2 separate regions of the Sus scrofa genome follow, and region 1 is linked to region 2. A link is a contact called in public targeted proximity ligation data. All regions are on one chromosome and are shown on one strand. The core of a region is the stretch at or near the end of the contact, and the rest is flanking DNA. Distances in the headings are between cores, read along the strand shown.

Region 1 (3,099 bases), core at 16-2,515, 300 kb before region 2:
CCTATCTAGAATGTTTAAAGAGAAATTTTCTTTCTCCTGTTTCTAGGAGAGAATTTTCAGGTTATTTAACTGACTACACAGCTAGAAACAGATGTCCAAGCAAGTTACTGAGCCTGTCTAAACCTGTTTTCTCATCTGTAAAATGGGACAGAGAATTGTTGAGAAAACAAATAATGAAAAAATATATGTTAAGCACTTAGCCCTTTGACTACTATACAGAGGTACTCAAGAAATAGTAACTGTGAAATTATTTTTACTGGCAAACCTTAAATTTCGCAATCACCTATTGAAATAAACAAATTCAACCTGATAGGGTGGATTTTTATTGTGCTTTGGCTTAAAGAATATTGAATACTAATCCTCCCAGTAATTATGGCGCATTGCTCATAACCCATACCAATTATGAAAGTATGTTATTAAAAGATCCAAATCTATTAATTAGAGCACATTTACGGAGGTCTAATTTGCCATCTCTGTTAATTCTGTGGTTTCGAATAACATTAGAATATTTCAAGAAAACTCTCCAAGTTGGTAACTGACTAATACATGTTTTGGACTATAAGCTCCCAGAAGGCCATAGCTATTACATTTGTTTGGAATAATAGATATAGGAATGCCTATTAAGTAAAAAAGGACTTCTCAAACATGATGCTTTAGTACAGTAAAAAAAAAAAAAATCAAGAAACTTGACCCTGCCACATAATTGCTGTATAAGCTGGGGCAAATCACATAGTCACTATAAATCTGTTTGTTTCCTCATCTCTAAAGAAATCTGGATTTCCCACTTCACGGAGTAGAGAGTTATGAGGAACAAACAAGGAAGGCAGCCACTGGTATATAGAAAATCCTTTGCATACTATAATTCTATAAAGCATTGCTAAAGGTTAAAAGTATAATGCTATCTCAGTCTATTCATGGGCATCATTTTCACATACAGAAATAGAGACAGGTAATTTCTCCTTGTCTGGCTCTATGAATTACTACTAAAGTCACTTTCAAGTGGAGCCCTGTGTGAGACAGACTTCTAAATTTTAAACCCTATTCTACACAAGCCACTCAAAACAGCTTACTGTGCTTTGGGGTCATTATTTGGTCTATTTGGTCATCCTCATACCCTCAGGATGCAACGCAGGGCAAGTCCACACGGGTGCAGAAAAAGCTTAGCGGGGGAAAAAATATATGCTGTAGTTTTTGCATTGTGTTTATCTGTATGAATGAGTAATAGCGTTACACAAAGAACCCCTACAAAGAAAGAGCTGAGGTAATTGCCTCATGACATTAGTCAATGATTTCAGCACATAAAGGGAATTGGATGGCAGTAATTCAAGCGGTCTAAAAGACTGAAAAAGGCCACAGGCACGAAAAGAACCAGAGAATGCTACCAACTTGGAGAATTTAAAATTTCCAATCCACACGACCAAAATCAGTGCACATGTCAATAAGCAAATTTCAGGTTGACAGACATTTTATTATTTGAGGATTTATGAACAAAAGACAAATTATTTCGCAGGCCAACTATTTACCATATTTTCCAGACTATATGATACTACGGATAAAGCTGAGATTTATGTCATAGTTTACTCCTTAAATCCTTTTTATTAAATCCCTCAAAAAACAGCTCTAAGTTCTCAACAATTCAGTAATTTTGACCGTTACATGCTGGGTGCCTCCCAGAGAAGCCGACTAGCAGTGAGCTCCAGCAGCACCCCAGAAACTAGGTCCATGTGGCACACCAGGTGCAGGGTAAGGGCCCTGACCAGAAGCAGGCTTTGGGATGTGTGTGTGGTGTGACCTCTGATAGTGCACAAAGGACAACATGATTAACATACTGTGAAATCTGAGGTTAATTGTGCCCTGTAAGAGGGGCACAACTTTTTAAGAAAGTCATAGCAAGGTCACTTTTACAATGGCCCAAGAAAACATTTTTTTTCCCCTTTAATGGCCACACCTGTGGCATACGGAAGTTCCCAGGCTAGGAGTCCAGTGGGAACTGCAGCTGCCAGCCTCTTATACCACAGCCACAGCTACACCTGATCCAAGCCACATCTGAGACCTACACTGCAGCTTGAGGCAACACTGGATCCTTAACCCAATGAGCAAGGCCAGGGATTGAACCCACATCCTCATGGACACTTGCTGGGTTCTTAATCTGCTCAGCTACAACAGGAACTCCCCACGGCAGGGACTGAATCCAAGCTGCAGCTGTGACCTACAGCCATAGCCACAGTGATGCTGGATCCTTTAACCCACTGCACCAGGCTGGGGATTGAACCCGCACCTCTGCAGTGATCCAAGCTGGTGTAGCCGGATTCTTTTTTTTTTTTTTTTTTTTTTTTTTGTCTTTTTGCCATTTCTTGGGCCACTCCCGCAACATATGGAGGTCGAATCGAAGCTGTAGCCGCCGACCTATGCCACAGCCACAGCAACTCGGGATCTGAGCCGTGTCTGCAACCTACACCACAGCTCACGGCAATGCTAGATCCTTAACCCACTGAGCAAGGCCAGGGATTGAACCCACAACCTCATGGTTCTAGTTGGATTCGTTAACCACTGAGCCAGGATGGGAACTCCTCGGATTCTTAACCCACTGTGCCACGGCAGGAACTCTGCCCTAGAAACTGGCTTTTAAAAATCAGCCTATAATTACAATAATTCATGCCAGTTCTCCTCTTCCTCTCCACCCCTTCAGCGCAAGGTAACAACCTACCATGCCTGTGTGAGGCTATAACAGGTTCAGAGAAATAGTGCTGAAAGATTAAACTGCACTAGCCAAGTCTCTAACAGGTGGCTCTCAGATGCTTGGAGAGAATGGAATCCAGATCCTACCTTGGGAACAGCAAGTTCCACCCCCTCAAATGAAAGGGGTTAATGGAAGCCTTATGATCACACTCCCTCACAGTGGAGCACACAAGCATGTGCGTAATTGTTGAATAAAAGCCTCAAGATCCAGCTCTAAGTGGGGGCCGAGTGAGAAATCACCATGTAGGGTGCTCTCAATGAGAGAGAATTCCTCTGCTATTTGATACCACTGATGTCCCTAAGAGCAAATTAATGTCTCTCACATACTACACAGAGACCCCACAACAGGAGATAAGTGAA
Region 2 (3,340 bases), core at 427-2,926:
GTGTGTCTTTTTAGGGCCGCACCTGCAGAATATGAAAGTTCCTAGGCTAGATGTTGAATCAGAGCTGTAGCTGCTGGCCTATACCACAGCCACAGAAATGACAGATTCGAGCCACCTCTGTGACCTACACCACAGCTCATGGTAACGGCAGATCCTTACCTACTGAGCAAGGCCAGGGATCAAACACGTGTCCTCATGGATATTAGTCGGGTTCATTAAAGCTCAGGAACTCCTGATACAGAATATTTAAAAATTTTTCCTAAGAGTTCTTCCTTGACCCATGTATTATTTACAAGAGTTGTTTTTTTTTTTTTTTTTTGTCTTTGTCTTTTAGGGCCACACCCATGACATATGGAAGTTCCCAGGCTAGGAGATGAATTGGAGCTAGAGCTGCTAGGCCTACACCACAAACAGCAACTCAGGATCTGAGCCATGACTGTGACCTACACCTCAGTTCATGGCAACACCGGATCTTTAACCCGCTGAGTGACGCCAGGGACTGAACCTGCTTCCTCATGGATACAAGTCAGATTCGTTACCACTGAGCCATGCTGGGAACTCCAAGGGTGTTTAATTTCCGTGTATTTTAGGATTTTCCAGTTAACTTTTTTTTATTGTTTAATTCCATTATGGTGTGAGATCAGACATTGGATGATTTCTGTTCTTTCAGGTTTGTTAAGGTGTTTTTCATGGCCACAAAAAATATAGGTTGTTTTTGGCATTTTTTCTGCTTGGTGTTCTTTGAGTTTCCTGGTTCTGTGGTTTGGTGTCTGACATTAATTTGAGGAAATTCTCAGTAGTCAGTGCTTCCAATGTTGCTTCTGTTGCTTTCTTTCTTCTCCTGGTACTCTCTTAACATGTATGTTACATTTTTTATTAGTTGTTCTGCAGTTATTGCTTGTGTGTGTGTGTGTGTGTGTGTGTGTGTGGTGTGTGTGTGTGTGTGTGTGTGTGTATTCTGTTCTATTTTTTTGTCTTTTTTCTCTTTTTCAGTTCTGGAAGTTTCTATTGTCATATCCTCAAGCTCAGAGATTTTTGCTCAGTCATCCTCAGTCTACTAATCAGGCCAGCAGAGGCATTCCTCATTTCTGTTTGTTTCTGATCTCCAGCATTTCTTTTTGATTCCTTCTTAGAATGCCCCTCTCTCTGCTTACATTATCCATCTGTTCTTGCAAGCTGCCTACTTTTTCATCAAAATCCATAGCATATTAATCATAGTTAATTTAAATTGCAGCCTGATAATTACAACATCCCTACATATCTTACTCTGCTTCTGAGGCTTGTTCATCTCTTCAAGCTGTATTTACTGCCTTTTAGTGAGGCTTGTAATTTTTTATTGAAATCTGGACGTGCTATACTATGTGAAAGGAAAAGAGGTCTTCAAGGGTGTGCTGCTGAGGTCTGGAGGAAGGGGAAAACATTTTATAGTTCTATGATTAAATAGGTCTCAGTCTTTTGGAGAACCTATGCCTCTGGACCGTGAACTTCACCAGTGCTTCTCAGTCTTCCTGACCCTACACTACCTTAGATGGGACAGGATGCCTAGAGGGAGCTGGAATTGTTTTTTCCTTTTCCTCCAGTTTGGGTCCCGTTAAAACTCTGGCATGTTAGACTCTGGCAAAATAGTTTCTCTTGAGGGCAGATTTGCTAAGAACAGAATGCTCTGCTGTATTTCAAAACGGTTATACTTCTCCTTCCCCTGAGGGAAACATGAGGGGATTTTTCTACAATCTTCACTGTCAGGATCTAGTAGAGTTTCTGAAGATCCCTTTGATGAGGTCCCCTTGGATTTTTTAACTCTCAGACTTGCTATACTGAGCCTCCAGCAATTCATCAATTACAATTAAGGGTTTTTTGAGGTTCCCATCGTGGCGCAGCGGAAATGAATCCAACTAGGAACCATGAGGCTTCGGGTTCAATCCCTGGCCTTGCTCAGTGGGTTAAGGATCCAGCGATGCAGTGATGCTGTGAGCTGTTGTGTGGGTCACAGACTCAGCTCGGATCTGGTGTTGCTGTGGCTGTGGTGCAGGCCGGCAGCAACAGCTCTGATTCGACCCCTAGCCTGGGAACCTCCATATGCCGAGGGAGCGGCCCAAGAAATAGCAAAAAGACAAAAAAAAAAAAAAATTTCTCTGCACTTACATTTTGGTTGCAAAAATGGGCTCATATCAGAAACGTCTTTTAACTCGCTTTGTTTCACATAATAGTGCATCTTTGAAAATTTTCTGTTTTTTCTTTGTTTTTGTGTTTTGTTTTTGCTTTTTAGGGCCGCACCCACAGCATATGGAGGTTCCCAGGCTAGGGGTCGAATCAGAGCTACAATTGCTGGCCTACACCACAGCCACAGCCTCCCAGGAACGGAGCCACATCTACAACCTACACCACAGCTCATGGCAGTGCCAGATCCTTAACCCACTGATTGCAGGGATAGAACTTGCAATCTCATGGTTCCTAGCTGGATTCATTTCGGCTGTGCGACAGAAACTCTGAAATTTTTCTATGTTAATAGATATTTATTGTTTTTATTTATTATTATTATTTTTTTGTCTTCTTGTCTTTTTGCTATTTCTTGGACCGCTTCCGCGGCATATGGAGGTTCCCAGGCTAGGGGTCGAATCGGAGCTGTAGCCACCAGCCTACGCCAGAGCCACAGCAACGCAGGATCCGAGCCGCGTCTGCAACCTACACTACAGCTCACGGCAACGCCGGATCGTTAACCCACCGAGCAAGGGCAGGGATCGAACCCACAACCTCATGGTTCCTAGTCGGATTCGTTAACCACTGCGCCACGACGGGAACTCCTGTTTTTATTTTTGTTTTGGGTTTTTTTGGTTTTTTTTTTTTTTTTGGCTTTTTGTCTTTTTAGGGCTGCACCCATGGCATAAGGAGCTTCCCAGGCTAGGGGTCCAATCAGAGCTGCAGCTGCTGGCCTACGCTACAGCCACAACAACGCCAGATCCAAGCTGAATCTTTGACCTACACCATAGCTCACAGCAACACCAGATCCTTAACCCACCTAGCGACGCCAGGGATTGAACCCACCACCTCATGATTCCTAGTCGGATTCATTTCCGCTGCACCAGGACAGGAACTCCTAGACTTAATGTATTGGCTGTATGATATTTATTGCATAGAGCTATCACAATTTAGCGAACTGTTCTCCTACTGATAGAAATCTGTATCTTTTTCAACACTGCAGACAACGCTGCAGCAAATATCTTTGCACAAGTTTATATATTTATATGATGATTTCCTTATGAAAATTTCAGTAAAATAATTTCTTTCCAATTACAAAAGCAATCATGTTCAGGAATTCCCATTGTGGCGTGGAAGAAATGAA

What was found.
Region 1: a targeted proximity ligation map of alveolar macrophages shows a contact between it and region 2. A contact is called at or near these places in 1 of 47 Hi-C or Micro-C datasets (embryonic fibroblasts) and 1 of 2 datasets of targeted methods (alveolar macrophages).

What each region holds. Positions count from the first base shown.
Region 1 is chr5:16,514,902-16,518,000 of Sscrofa11.1, reverse strand. All of the region lies in intron 4 of DIP2B (disco-interacting protein 2 homolog B), which reads right to left. Among named protein-coding and RNA genes, the nearest start is that of ATF1, 100 kb to the left of the region's middle.
Region 2 is chr5:16,218,522-16,221,861 of Sscrofa11.1, reverse strand. The region is part of intron 2 of LARP4 (la-related protein 4); the gene reads right to left. Among named protein-coding and RNA genes, the nearest start is that of LARP4, 43 kb to the right of the region's middle.